Linked DNA regions of Mus musculus: region 1 is linked to region 2. The links are chromatin contacts, called in public promoter capture Hi-C maps. All regions are on one chromosome and are shown on one strand. Each heading gives the region's core, a stretch centred on a gene start, on an enhancer-like site or on the middle of the called end of the contact. The rest is flanking DNA. Distances are from core to core; before and after follow the strand shown.

What was found. Promoter capture Hi-C pulls out the DNA fragments that hold promoters and counts their contacts.
Region 1: a contact with region 2 is called in a promoter capture Hi-C map of pre-B cells. The contact joins the promoter of Prmt3 here to the promoter of Nav2 in region 2. A contact is called at or near these places in 1 of 39 promoter capture datasets (pre-B cells), 2 of 484 Hi-C or Micro-C datasets (cerebral cortex and embryonic stem cells) and 1 of 9 other capture datasets (liver).

Annotation. Positions count from the first base shown.
Region 1 is chr7:49,776,928-49,784,165 of GRCm38.p6, forward strand. It overlaps Prmt3 (protein arginine N-methyltransferase 3), which reads left to right and starts at 1,431. Exons shown (of 16, transcript NM_133740.2): 1 at 1,431-1,574; 2 at 1,654-1,786; 3 at 3,382-3,464; 4 at 4,194-4,243; 5 at 5,015-5,117. The coding sequence starts at 1,550.
Region 2 is chr7:49,242,132-49,249,706 of GRCm38.p6, forward strand. Nav2 (neuron navigator 2) reads left to right here and starts at 4,058. Exons shown (of 39, transcript NM_175272.3): 1 at 4,058-5,067. The coding sequence starts at 4,810.

The sequences.
Region 1 (7,238 bases), core at 181-2,680, 530 kb after region 2:
CACACTCCTGTGGTTGTCCCCCAACCCAGAGTATATGGACCCCAGAAACTGGAATCCATGTTATTGTTTTTTAAAAGGATATAAAGGTGAGGGGTAGGGCCATGGGAGTGGATGGATCTGAGAGGAATTAAGAGGAGGAGTGGGAGGCATATGATCAAGAGACACTGTGTGATATTCTCAAAAATATTTTAAAAAATTATGATGTGAGCAAAATCCTGTTGGGGGAGGGTGTTAGCACCCCCCCCCCTGTTACCTGGCTAGGTATGCCTGAGTCACTACAAAAGGGGCTGCTTGTCCCCTCTGAGTCCTCTTGCCTTCTGGCTCCTGCCCCCCTCTCTCCCCATTCCCTCCCCCCTCTCTCTCCACGTGCTCATGGCTGGCCTCTACTCCTCTAATCCGCTACTCTCTCTCTCTCTCTCTCTCTCTGCCTTTTTCTGTCTCTATTACCTTCTTAACTCCCCTCCCCATGCCCTGAATAAACTCTATTCTATACTATTACTATACCATGCCCTCAGGGGGAAGAGGTGCCTCAGCATGGGCCCGCAGAGGCACCACTCCCCCCCCCCCCCCACCTGACTACACCTCCACCAAAACATATCCCTTCTCCCTTTATCTTTTTATAAAACACAACAGAGGGGAAGAGGAACTGCCCACCAAAGAGCTTCAGTGATCAGCAGTACACTGGCTCGAGGGTGTGCATGGTGGGAAGTTGAACTGAGCTGTCTGACACTATACTATGCAGGCCTAGCTGGCCATGTCCTCAAACATGCCCCATGCAGAGTCCAGCCTCATCTGCAGCCTGGAGGCTTTACCTACCCAGAATTACTGCTTCCCACCTGCCTAAGGGAACTCCACTGTTAGATACTAGGAATATTAGAAAGGAGGCAGCCTGAGACTCGGGAACCCTGGTATCCTCCCTAACCCCACAGGCAGGGCAGAGAGCATTTGTTGGCACATATCACACAGTCCACCTGTTTCCATTGTATAGGCTCAAGTTAATGCCTAAACTTTTCACACACGTGTAAGTCTTACCATAACCATCAGGTTACTGCAGTCATGAGAGTGCTTTACCAGTCAGGAAACTGAGGCCAAGAGAAGGCAGGTTACCTGCTCATGCTTAGAATTCAAGCATTCAGAAATAGAGTTCAAACTTAGGGTGTTTGTAAAGCCCATGGTTCTCACTTTATCACTTTAACCCCTAGTAGGGGTGTGGGGCTTGAGTGCACACCCACATACATCAGCATACAGGTTAATTTAAGGGGCTTTCTTGTCTTCCCCAGAGCCTCCGAGCCTGGCCTGCATTGGCCATCTCTGCCGCCAGAGGGCGCTGCGATAAGTCGGTGCTCAACCTTGTAAGCGCCGGCGCCTCGGTTGCGCAAGCGTCCAAGCCGGAGAGCGGTGCCCCGCCCCCTACGCCCACGTGACCCGGAAGCGCTCTCCGGACGGTTCACGCTCCGCGTGTGGATCGCTTTGGGGGCTCCCGCGCACCCGCGCCGCTCGTTCCCGGCTCCGGTGCCGCGCTGTGCGGCCGCGCGCTTGGTCGGCGGCCATGTGTTCGCTAGCGGCGGGGAACGGTGGGTGCCCCCTCGCGTAGGGCGGCGGGGCGCGGGTGGGCGGGCGCGGGTCTCGGTGCTGACCGTGTGTGCTCTGCAGGCCGTGGCGCCGAGCTGGGGCCGGAGCCCCTGGAACTGTCGGACAGCGGAGACGACGCGGGCTGGGAGGACGAGGACGCGGACACTGAGCCCGCGCACGGCCGGCAGCACACACCCTGCCTGTTCTGTGACAGGTTCGTGCCGGTGTGGAAGGCGCGCCGCAGCGCCAGCGAGCACGTGGCGGGCCCGAGGCTCCGGCCCGCGCGGGACGGTTGATTGACAAGGGGCTGCTCACGTGGTCCGGGGGGGGCGGAGCCGGGGACCGCGCTCTGGGTTTGCCTCTGCAGCCCAGTCAACCCCACCCCTCACTCTAATTCCCCCCCCCCACCCCCCATACTAAGTCAGGCCTGGCATACCATCACTCTGGAGGCTGAGGCAGGAGAATGGTCAGGAATCCCAGGCCAGCCTTGAGTCACCAAGCTAGACCCTCTCGAAAACACACCCAGAAAAAATCTGAACTTCACACCTTAGTCCTAAATTAGGGATTCCATGAAGGCTGGGTGTTTTTCATTCTGTTCCTTGGATACCAGACTTTGAAAGCGCATAGACTGGAAGCGCGCTTCCATTTCTACCATCCTATAATAGGACGTTCTCTTCTCATGTAACATTCAACTGAGCCATTTAGACAGAACTAGCTCACTTCCATGATTGAGGGAGGAACTGATGCTCTTTGTACTTAGGGGAAAATGAGGCTGCAGAGCCACCAACTTGTTCAAGGTCACGAAGCTGCTGTTTATATTCCTAGGACACACCTTCTTTTCACTTAAAATCCTGCATCTTAGATGGAAGTGACTTGGCTGAAAAAGGGGTGATTGATGTTGACTAGCGCTGCTGGGTCCCGCCCCCTGTGTCGGTTCCTGGTGCTGACTGGTGGCATATTAGTGGTCCTAGGTGGCGCCTCATTGGAGAGGAGAATGACTGCACACTCGTATTTATTGTATTTATTGAGCATCTGTGGTGCAGTGCCCTGTGATAGGCTGCGAGGATGATCCAGATGACCTGTCTTGGCAGACATTGAGAGTTGCCTGTGTGCTAGGCATACAGAAGTGAAGTGCGGAGTCTCTGCTGTATATTCGTTCGTGTCCTTCAGTGTTGGAGGTTACATACAAAAGAAGTGTTATTCTTCACGCTGTAGTGCAGGTGCTGTAGGACTACCAAGGTCACTTGAAATCTGGCACTTTGGGAATGTGCCAGCTGTATAATTGTGTGCTTTGTGTCTAAAAACACTATGCTGGGTTCAGAGGGAGGGGAAAGAGGCTCAACTAGGGAACTTTTGTGACTTGAGAGAAACCAAATATATCAGAGAGAGCTTTATTACCCAGAAGCCTCTGGGTAAATTTGGGGTATTCAGTGTTGTCTAAAACGGTTGTGGTGTAACGCCAGAGGGAGGGAGCTCCTCTTGGGACTTGCTGAGGAGTCCCCCTGAGGAATCTGCCAAAGGACAGGTTTAGGGACCCTGGGGAAGGGGGTAGAGGCAGAGGGAGGGGGACAGAGAAGGACAGAAAGAGAGAGGAAGAGGAGGAAAGGCCAGCCAGGGTCACAAGGGAAGAGAGAGAGGGAGAGAGTAAATGGAGAAAGAGAGAGGGAAGGTGAGGAGAGGAATGGAGGGGAAGGGAGGGGGTAGGCTGTTGCTAGGTAACTGTTGGGTGGAGCCTGGAGGAAGTGCTAACATTCAGTATTTTGACCTCCTCTGAGACTGTTCCAGGAGACTCTATGCTTGTCTCTTCAGGTTGTTCGCCTCTGCTGAGGAAACGTTTTCACACTGTAAGTTGGAGCATCAATTTAATATTGATAGTATGGTCCATAAACATGGTGAGTATCTCTTAGCATAAAGGCAGGTTTGCTTGTGAAGTTTAGATTGACCCTTTTTCCAGACCCTTTCTTTCCTTTGTGTGTAGTTCCCCCCAGCTGATGTTAGCTGTCTTCCTCAGTTGTGCTCTACTGTGTGCATTGAGGCAGGACCTCTCACTTGAACCTGGAGCTCGCTGACCCAGCTGCTCTAGCTAGCAGCTTTCTTGAATGATCCCTGGCTTCTGCCTCTCAAGCATTAACAGTACAAAAGGCTGCCACCTCTGCCTGGTGTTTTATGTGGTGCTGAGAATCGCAATCATGGCCTTATGCCTTCTGTGTAAGTGCTCTCACCCATTTTGCCACAGTTCTGACAATCTGAGTTTGTATCCCAGAACTCACACAGAGGTGGAAGAAGACAGCCAGTATTCTTTGACCTCCACTTGTGCAGGGTAGCACACTTACATATACACATCACACTCTCCCTCCCCCATATAGCGTACCCCCCACATGCATGATAATAAATAAATTCTTTAATGAAATGCAAAACACTTCAAAACCTGTTACCTGTGGCTAATTCTCAGCTTAAATATTTAAAAGTAACAAAATTGCAGCTCCTAATTCTTAATGCAAAATTCCAAATAATAAGTGATACTTTAGAGGTCGGAAATATATCATTGGAGGAAAATTTACAGATGAGTTAAAACAAATACATTGTATTAAAATCAATGAATTGTCTTTTCTCCTATTTAGGACTTGAATTTTATGGATACATTAAACTAATAAATTTTATTAGACTTAAGGTAAGTTGGAAACCTAATAATTTTATTTAGAAATTTTTGGAGTTCATAGAGACTGTCGCTGTCCTGATTATTTAGTAAATTTTGAGCTGTTGTTTCAAATTTGGCATTTTTCATCTTGTGGGAATTGTGGGCCTGAGAAAAGAGTGCTGTGTGACGCTCCAGGTGGACATGTCCCCTCTGCTTAGTCCTGTCATGTTTAACTAAACTGATCAGTACTATGCAGAAAGCAATATTAGATAAAAGGAAAACTATCAGTAAAATCAAATCATTTCTAGTCTGATTCAGGAACTTTGAGCTTTTAAAAATGTCCACAGTTTATTCTCTTTTAAATCTCTATCTTATTTTATGTATATGAATGTTTTGCCTGAATGCCTGGTGCCTGCAGAAGCCAAAAGAGGCCGTCAGGATCCTCTGGACCTTGGGTTAAAGATGGTTGGTTGTGAGCCCCCATGTGGGTGCTAGGAATTGAACCCAGCTGTTCTGTAAGGATAGCCAATGCTCTTAGGCCCTCAGCCATTTCTCCATCCTACATTGTTTATTTTTTTCAAATGTTTTGTTCTTTGTCCTTTTGAAATGAATGTTTGAGCTGGTGTCACTCTCCTGGCATCAGAGAGTATAAGAATGCCCTGTAGCCATTTAGAATGCCGGGTAAACACAGGTGCAACCATTTTGTGCAGATTTGAGTTCTGTTTTGCTTAAGTTCCTCACTCCTTTTTTGGGAGCTTTGTCATTGCAAACAATGAATACAGTGTGCTTTATCTTCATGCCCAGAATCCTACGGTTGAATATATGAATTCCATATATAACCCTGTGCCTTGGGAAAAAGATGAGTACCTGAAGCCAGTGTTGGAAGATGACCTTTTGCTTCAGTTTGGTGAGACGAACCTTCTCTATCTGCTTTAGCTAGCCTCAGGCCATTTGTTACACCAAATGAAGCAAAGAAAATGGACCTTCGTCACTCAAGCAGTGATTTGCTTTCCGTTTTCATGTGGTTGATAAAAGAGTAGATGATTCTGAAAGTAAGCAGTTTGCAAGCTTTAAGTTGGCCGTGTTCTGGAGGAGCGAGGAAGCGTTGCGCCAGTCGTCCCTTCTGGCTGTGCTTCCTGGCTTTTCCAGTGTGTCTGCACTGTGTGCTCACCCTTTTGTTGCAGTTACAGGATTGACTATTGCAGCCCCACAGTGCCCACGCTCAAGGAGAGCAGTCTCCTTGAGCATCTCCTTCGTATACATCTTCCTCTAGCATCTTGTTAATATTTGTTGTTAACTGATAGTCTTTTTCTGTATTCGGTTTATTGATGACATTTTATGATGGATATTGATTAAACTTTATGATGGAAAACATGGTTCATAGTGGGTTCAGTTTTAGGCATCCACTGTAGATCTGTCCTCTGTGGATAAGGGCTTCATCTCTAAAGACCTCAGCAGGCTGTCAGTTTTCACAGAGATGAATCACAGGTCTGGGTATGTAGCTGAGCTGATGAGAGCTTGCCTGCCACGAACTAATTCTAGGTTTGACCCTGAAGTACTCCCAGCCTCAGCAAAACTGCATTCTTGATGTCCATCATCAGGTTATAGATTGACCCTCTGATTCCAAACAGTATACAGAGAGTAATTTATGATACCATTGTAGCTTATTGCGAAATATGGAAAGAAGCTAAATACCCTCTCAGAAGAGAGTGGTTGAGTAAATTGTGGGCATCCACACTTGGGATATGGATGTATGCTCTTCTAAAGAGAACAGGCATCCCTGTGAACTCTGTGGAATGATTGTTAGAATCCAGTGCTTTGTGCAGTAAGACCACACGTTCCAGGGGCTGCTTACTGCTTCTCTTTCCCTTGCAGTTTATAAGATTAACATCACTGAATGGTGATGCATAATAATGTTAAATTATGACTGATTTTTATTTTAGCAGAAGTAAAACCAAGCTTGCCAAATAGCTTGAATTTGAAAACAAAGTACAAAGTAAGGACTTGCATTAGTTTTGTGGTTGCTGTGGGTGGATCCCCACAGTGAAGAGAGGAAAGACTTACTCTGGCTGACCATTTGAGAGGATCACTCCATACTGGCAGGGAAGGCATTGCATAAGCAGCTGGTTACATTGGGTCTACATCAGAAAGTGTAGAGAGGGTAGGAGGTGGCACAGGTTAAGAACACACACTGCCAGTTCTGTTCCCAGCATCCAGATTGTAACTCCGGTTCCAAGGGCTGTGATGGCTCTTCCGGCCTCTGTGTGTGTATGTGGTGGACATACAGACTAGCTGACACAGACGTAAATACAAATAAGTAAAACTTAAAAGCTTATTTTCATCTCCCACTTCCTGGAGTGGGTTCTGCTTACTAAAGGTTCTACAACTTTCTGAACAGTGCACCAGCTGGGGACTGAGTGTTGAAACACATGAGATGACTGTTCTCTGGGTGTGAGTGGAGGTCAGTAACTTTGCAGTGTGTGTATTGGCTTCAGCTTGGGCTCTAGTCTCCCAGAGGAACAGTGTATATGGGGTAGCTTAGCTGTTGTGTCCCAGCCCTGGAGGGTCTCCATACATATCACTACAGAACCTGAGTGGGGTGGGTACCGTCCCCAGTGCTGCACAGAGGAGGAAGCAGGGTCAGCAGTGTTTGTTGCTTTAGGTTATCTTAAAGTTAGTGAAATCTCCTGATTCTGGGATATCTTAAGACTCACTGGTTCCAGAGTAATTTATGATACCATTGTAGCTTACTGTAAAATACCCTCTCAGAAGAGAGTGGTTGAGTAAATTGTGGGCAGCCACACTTGGAACACTATACTCCTCTAAACAGATCAGGCATCCCTGTGTTCGGTTTGCAGTTATTTCTGCGCTACAATTTAATGAGGAAAATTTAAAAATCGAGATTATTTTTTTATCCTAAGATTTTGGCTGTATCATAGGACAAGTAATAAAATATTAGTGTATTGCCTAGGATGGGAAGGCATTGGATATATAGAAATCCTTATCTGTACCCTCTCCTTTAGGAATG
Region 2 (7,575 bases), core at 2,808-5,307:
ATAAACTAATGCTTTTGGGGTGTTTTTTTTCTTTTACTCCCAAATAGGCTCATGAAATATTTTACTTTGTACAACCTTTTAGGGCAGCGCACCATTTTCCTTCTCCTCTCTAACTGAGGGTCTGCAGGGGCAGCTGACTCTTGCATTTTCCCCATGACAGGCTGGAGTTTAAGATGTTTTTGGCTCTTTACAGGACTGTCTTCTTGGGAGGTCAGGCAGATGGAGTCTGTAATGCATGAAGGATGGGTTGATGGGGCTGGTCATGTACAGGTCATCGCTGAAGCCCCATCCCCACTTAGAATAGTGGCTGATGTTGAAGATCATGGGGGTGGGGGTGGGGGCAGTTGCTGCTTCCTGATTGGAGAATGGCTCCTGCCCCCAGGGGACATCCAAACGCCAGTGGTCCGGAGAGCTTTGGTGGTAAGTTTCAAACAGGCCTATTGCTGACAGTTGGATGAGTTTGAAAGTTTAGAGTCGGAGAACAAAGAAAGAAGCATTGTCAATGCTGGGTTTACAACTCGGCCTGTTTGGGGTTTGCATCTTCGTCTATACCGCATGTAATAAAAATGGACAAATGTGCTCTAAAATCATGAAATATTCTTTTCAGAACAGCTTGCTGTTCTCTGAACTACTGACTCTTTTAGCTACCAGTGCTTGCTAATGACATTGATTTAAAGTTACTTTTTTTTTCATGTTAACATAGTATCCACATGGAAGCAGTATACTTGCAGAATATTTTTGTAACGGACCACAGTCTGATTTAAATAGGAAATGTTGTAATTATCTCATTTTGCTTCCCACTTGCTATTTTTCTCTCTTGTCTAGTTTGGAGGATACAGATTTTTAGTTTAAGTAGGAAAAGTGAAAAGGGGGGTGGGGTGGGAAGGGAGATGAAACTGTTCCGGGAAGAACAGCTAAAATTATTAAAGTGACAAGGAGGAGAAAGGCACTTGGAAGCTGAAGGAGAAGGTGTGCGACTTCAGTTTAGAAACCGAAGACCTTAGAATTATATTATGTGTGGTTTGGAGTGTGCAAGTACACAAGTGTGCAGATGGGTGTGAAACACCCACATTTCTGTTTTAACATGAGAGGGAACTTAGGTCCTCGTGCCTGCAGGACACTTTACCTATTGAGTGGTCCCCTTAGCCTGCAAGTGCTTTTAATTCAAAGCAAAGAATGTACTGTTTATTATATTTGCACATATTTGACCCTCTCAGAACCTCCCCCAACCCCTGCCACAATGGCTTTGGTGCCTATTTTAACTGGGAACTTTTTTTTTTCTTAATGGCAAACACACATTGTGGCCATCACCAGTTCCGTGTCTGTGTCTGTGTCATACTTTACCAATGGACTGGGCTGCTAGTTGGATGCACCCAGAGAATCTTTGCAGAAGTGCTGTGAAAGCCACTTCACTTCAGCTAGGCCTTGAGCTGTTACACCTCTGTTGACGGTGGCCTAACCTTACAGTTTACAGTAGGAATCTCCAGAGTCCCAGGCTAGGCACCCATCACCTGGGAGTTTATTTGGAAGACAGCATCTCAGCCTTTTGGAGACCTTGAAGACCTATTGAATTGGATTTTGCAGTTCTTATGCATATGAAGGCTTAGGAGGCCCTGGAGGTACACTGAATGAACACTTTATTTGGCTAGAATTCTCAGCCTTAGTACACATCAAAACCCCCTGTTAAGCATTATTTAAGACACAGATTGCCTTCACTCCCCCCTTACCCTCTGGGAATTTTCATTCAGTAGGTTGGGATTGGGTGGAGTGTATCAAAAAGTGTTACAAGTTCTCTGTGCTGCTCTGGGGACTAGACCTTGGACACCCTCTGTGCCTAAGCTCTGAGGATATTTGGGAATAGCTCCACAATCCCTAATAGGGATCATGACTGCCCTTCTACAACTCTTCAGGCAGCTGTGAAGAATCAGAGTTCAAGGAGGAAAGTCCCACAACCCTTTCTCATGGCGTTCTTACTCAAAGGCAACTGCACCACTCATCCATTCAGTGACAATCTGGGTAGCTTTTCAGTCCATAGCGTTCTGCTTGCTTCTGACAGAATCTCATGAAAGTCAAAAGACGGCTCTTCCAAACATTTATTCCTTTAGAAGAGACTGCTCGGAACAATAAATATGTTAAATAAAACAAGATACTAGCATAGGAGATTGTCCAGATGGACGAGGGCAGAGTATACCATGTCAGGGACAAACTTGTGATTTAAAGAGCTAAACCAGGCTATGTGCATCCCCCCCCCCCCCGAGCTAGGGTAGAAAGGGCCTGCAAACAGGCTGGGAAATATGGGAGCAGGGAGTATCATGTCACATCTCAACACTCCAGGGGCTGTTTGAAAACTGAACTTTTACTTCAGTCTGGGCTCTTAGTTTAAGCTACTAACACAAAATGCTGTTGACAGGGCCGCTTTAACAACAAATGCCTCTTTCTCCTAGGCCTAGAGGCTGGAGATCTGAGATCAGGCTGCAGCCATGGTCAGATTCTTGTCAAGGGCTGTGGTTTCTGTGGATTCAGAAAGGCTGCCATTGCACTATCAGAAGTTATCCATCTTCATCGTGTCTCCTCTAACATGGCACTGGGCCCATCATGAGGACCTCTCGGTCACGTACTTACAACCTCCCAGAGGTTCCACTGCCTAAAACCAGTCGAGGATTGGGTATTTATTTACAGTATTTATTTACACTGGAATCAGACAGATTCTGGCAGATGCGGAGCGAGCAAACTGCCCACCACTGAGCTACATCTCCAGCTCCTTTTTACATTTTATTTGAACAAAGAGGATCATTAAATTGACCTCAACCTGGGATCCTCCTGCCTCAGCCTCTAAAGTAGCAGAAATTACAAGCTTACACCCCCATTCCTGGCCACATTAGAGTTTTGCCAGGTAAGTTTGAGAATGATATAGCCCATATCATTAGGATGAGTGAAATTCAACCCTATGGATGTTACAACTTCAGGCTATAGGATAGGAAGAAAGTGACAACATCTGTCCTAGACACAGAAAAGTGGCTTAAAGAGATGACAGTGGGACATACTCCGGTGGGTTCATTAATAATAAAGACAGATTTTTTTTTTCTGGTCCCCTACACTGCCAGACACTATCTCATTTAGCTGGGCAGTGCTTTTAGGGAAAAGTACTCAAACCTCCACTTGACTTGCATGAGACACAGTGTTAGGTCTATAAAGATGGAGGAACTTCCCAATTCAAATCCAAACTGATCTCTAAGGTGGGTGTCCTTGAAGATCAGCCCCATGCACCCTGTCTGCACTTTCTATTTTCCCTTCAGTCCTCAGACCCTGAGTCAGAGAGAGAAAGGAAGGCCTTCATGAAACCATGAAACCAGGGCAGGTTTAGCCTCAGCCTGCCCGGGTCACCAAGCCACTCTAATTACAGTCTGTGGTAGGTGGCAAGGAGGAGCTGTCTTGGGGCGCGAAGCTTCCCCGGCCATTGTATCAGCCTATAAATATTTCAAATACTTAAGTGCAACGTGCAACCTTTGAATGTCGCAGAGGAAGCTGTTGGGACGCCCCTGAGCCCACCCGGAAAGAAGAAATGGCTGGAGTGTCCTTCAGGCGGGGGACAAGGAGACCCGCCCAGTCATTCCCAATGGAGGTGCAGAGAGGTTGGGGCGTGCCTCCGGAACCCGCAAACCGTTGAGATGACCCGAGCGATTTGAAAAAGAGAAACTGATTTCCCCAACACATGCCTGGGGGTGGAAGGAGGCGGGAATCTACAACCCAACGGCGTTTTCAAAGGCGGCTCCGGGGACGCAGGGGTGGCGGCCCGCGGGGAGGCGCGCGCCGGGGCCGTGCCGCAGAGCGGCCACCAGCTCGCTTTGTACTTGCGGCCAAGCGCGGCCCCAGAGTTTCGGCGGCGGCCCCGCGGAGTTGAGGCCACGCCCCCTTGCAGTGCGAGTCGCGACCGCGGATTGGTCCGCGGCTAACCAATAGGCGCGCGGGAACGGCCCGGGCTGTCAGCGCGCGCCGCAGCCGGTCCTCCCCTGCGTCCAGCCCTGCAGCCCGCGCTGCCTTCCCCCGAGCTCAGCTTAGCGCAGCGCTGCCAGCCTGGCCAGCTGCGCGTCCTGGTGCCCGCGCTCTGTCACCACCGCCGTGCTGCGCTGGAGCGCACGGAGCATGGCCAGAGCCGCAGAAGCTCAGGTGCTTGGTGTTCGAGGGGCTTGTGAGCATCGGTGATCGGCTGTCACGCCCAGACAGACCTGTCTGCGGAGATCGCCCAGAGTCTGCCTAGGCGCGGGTGACCCTGTGGCGCGTTTGCTGGGTGACAGCCGCTTCGCGGTTGATACGTCTTGGGCTCCGTGCGTCCTCCGTCTCCCCATCCTCTGCTCTTTTGCTCCAAGGTTCACACCCGCAGGCTCCAGAGCGCGACGTGTGCGTCCCCGTAGCCGGTGTCTCTTCCTAAGGAGCCTTCTCACTTCGGAGACGCAATGACAAGTTAATATGGGCGTCCACGCCTCGGTTTCCCAGGAGAAGAATTGCCAGAGGCAGCGGTCCCCGAGAACCCAGAGCTTCTGAACAGGCCTCCCGCTGCGACATCCGCGCAGGTGGGACCTGCTGAGGGCAGTGACTAGCCCGCCACCCGGCAGGCGCACTCGCAGGATTTCCCCAGTTCCCCGACCCGGGGATTCTGTTTTTTGGGTTTTTTTTTTTTTTTCTTCCACTGTTGGTGGGCGCCTCGCGGGCCGAGGCCCGGCGCCTACTCGGCTGCCCGCGCTGCCTTTAGCGGTCGCCTCCGCCGCCGCTGCCAGGGACGTGCTGGGAAAGCCAAAGCCCCGGGAGAAGATGCCGGCCATCCTGGTAGCCTCCAAAATGAAATCGGGACTGCCCAAACCCGTGCACAGCGCCGCGCCCATCCTGCACGTGCCCCCGGCCCGGACTGGTCCTCAGCCCTGCTATCTTAAGTTGGGAAGCAAGGTGGAGGTGAGCAAGACGGCCTACACTAGCCAAATCCCCCTGAAATCGCAGGGGCTGCAGGAGCCGACGGGGGAGGGGCTCCCGTTGCTGAAGAGCAGCTCTCTGGAGAACGGGTTCGATACCCAGGTGAGCAGTGCTATGTGCTGGGGCACTATTACAGGGTGGGAGTGATGGATGATCCTTCATGAGGGAGGAGGACGGTTGCCTTGAGGAGAGGCTACCATAATGTGATTGGAGAGAGGAAGCATACCCCTTATGCTGCCAGATTGGAAGGATACATTGGTCAGTGGGTGTGGCCAGGAGGGGTTTAGCTGGCCAGGGTGCCAGAGGCTCTCCCGGGGAGCTCTGCAAAGCTAAGGCGTGCTGGCAGCCAGCTGCTTCTATGGGGCTGGAGCAGGTGTAGGGGTGCTTTCAAAAAAATGCATGCTGACATTGGAAATGTTAAGGGCCATCAGTGCCGAGCGCTTGGCCCCAAGAGGATGGGTATCTGCTGTTGTGATGTGTGTCTATACTCAGGTTGTAACCCCAAGGAGTGGCCTGGTGCCTTGATGGGTTGGGTACTACCTGGCTCAGCTGTGAGATCTAGGACAAGGGATACTGAGTGGTTGCCCTGAACTTAACCCTCCTCCTAGCTTGAAGATGGCTGGTCTCTGCCCCATCATTAGGGAGAAGGGATTCTGGCCAGGTGCTGCCAACTGCTAGCTGCTACAGACTCCTAGTAACTGGGGTGGCTTGGCTGTCTCAGAATGGCTGCTGTAGCTAAGCCCCTCCTTCTTGGGTAGTCTATGCTGCCAGCGTTGGTATCTCTGGTGATTAGGGAGGTGATGGTGTGGGTAAGAGCATGGCTGAACGAGAAACGGTGACTTCTACCTTTCCTGGCAGAGCAAGCAATCCCCCTACTGGGCTGGGTGACAGGCCCTGGCCATGCAATCTCTTTTAAGGAAATCCTTAAGGGCCAATCAGTTTCTCTTGGACTCCTGCCTTCCCTGCCGCCTTCCCCCTCTTCTGGCAGGAGGGAGCAGGGCCATGCTGTATTTTCTTGGCTGCCAGTCAGCAGGGACTTTTAGGGACAGGCTGACCTGACTGTTGTGGCTGTCCCAGTCCGGAGAGGAGAAGCCGGGAAGCCAGAAGGGGAGGCAGTCTTGAGTTGGTATAGGGCCAAGCAGCAACAGACCAGACGACCTTTTGGGCACCTACTTTCCCTGATCAGAGGTTAACGCTCAACACATTCCTAACCTTTCTGAGGGAGGAGCTGGGTCTAGAAGCTGCTCAGAGGCAGACTGTTGGAACTCAGAGCCGGAGAAGGCCCCCTCCCCACACAAGCTCCCGCACCCGCCCATCAGCGGGTGTCTCTCTTGATGCTGCACTTGCTAAACATTTTTGGAAGCTGACAGCCCTGACGGATGGTGTGTGGGAGGAAGGCAAGATCTCCTCCAGTGCTCCTGGGTCCTGGCTCTGCTAGGCCGTGTGCTCTGCTCTTTTTCTTAGAGCTACAGGCCTTGTCCAGAGGGCTCTGAAATGAGGGTGAGCACCAGGGTGCCTCCTTCCTCTGTGGGGGGTGAAGTGGGTGGTGTTTTGGAACAGCGACTGGGAATGTGACACATGCCCTCGGGCCCGATGAGGAGGACCGTAGGAATGAAGGGAAGGCAGACGCTGGGCTCATTCATAGCCAGACTCCTGCCTGCTAGTGCCCAGTTGACCCTTCAGCTGAGGAACAGTGGCAGAGGATTGCCATGAGCAGGCTCTGAGAAGGTGATTCACCACTCTCTCCATTAAGAAAAAAAAAATTTTTTTTCACTCTTAGACATCTCCATGAGTGGCTAACTTGGCCCTACTCCCTGGAGGCGCTGTTTCCCTCTGTCCCCATCACCCCACATTCCACCTCTCTTACTCTCCATGGGCATCACGAGGGTGGTTTGGATGGATGGCTCAGGAAACTGGCCACCTTCCAGTGGACAGCCCTGGCTTCCCAGCGGGCCCCTCCTTGCCAGCCCCTGAGTCTCCTAGGAGCTCTTCCATGTAGCGTGCACTCATAGCCCCACCCTGACATCAAAGGGGCTTTGGCAAAAGGATTTTGCCTTCTTTGAACAGGGTATCCCCATGGTGACAGACAGCGCACATCCACCCTCGATTATGGCTTGAGGACTGGGGCTGACTTAGCACCTGGTAATTTCCTGCTCCCAAACGTAATGTTTATCATTACAAGACACTCAGGAAATGATGAACTCCATGGAGCCGTTGCCTCTCTTTTATTTGGGGGATTTTGGGGCAGGAGACTGGCTGGGTTGCAGGGTGACTGACAGTCCAGGTTTTAAAGTGTTGGTTATCAGTGGTACCTTCTGTCTGACCTATGCTTAGCTCAGTAGCCTAGTCCATTAACTAACTACTCCCCTGGGCCTCAGTGATTCCACCTGTTAAAAAAAATGGGCACAGGAATTATGAGTATTAAGAAAAACTTAGTATTCTTTACATGAGAAAAGGTGGAGCCTCTAAGAAGAGGCCAACCTGTTCACGAGCATTGACAGGCCTCTGACTCTGCCTGGCACAGTACCAGGCGCTGTGAGAGGGAGGTGGGGGATGGGGTGAGCTGTGGAATGCCTGGTGTGTTAGGTTCTCATTGGCCTCCACAGGAGC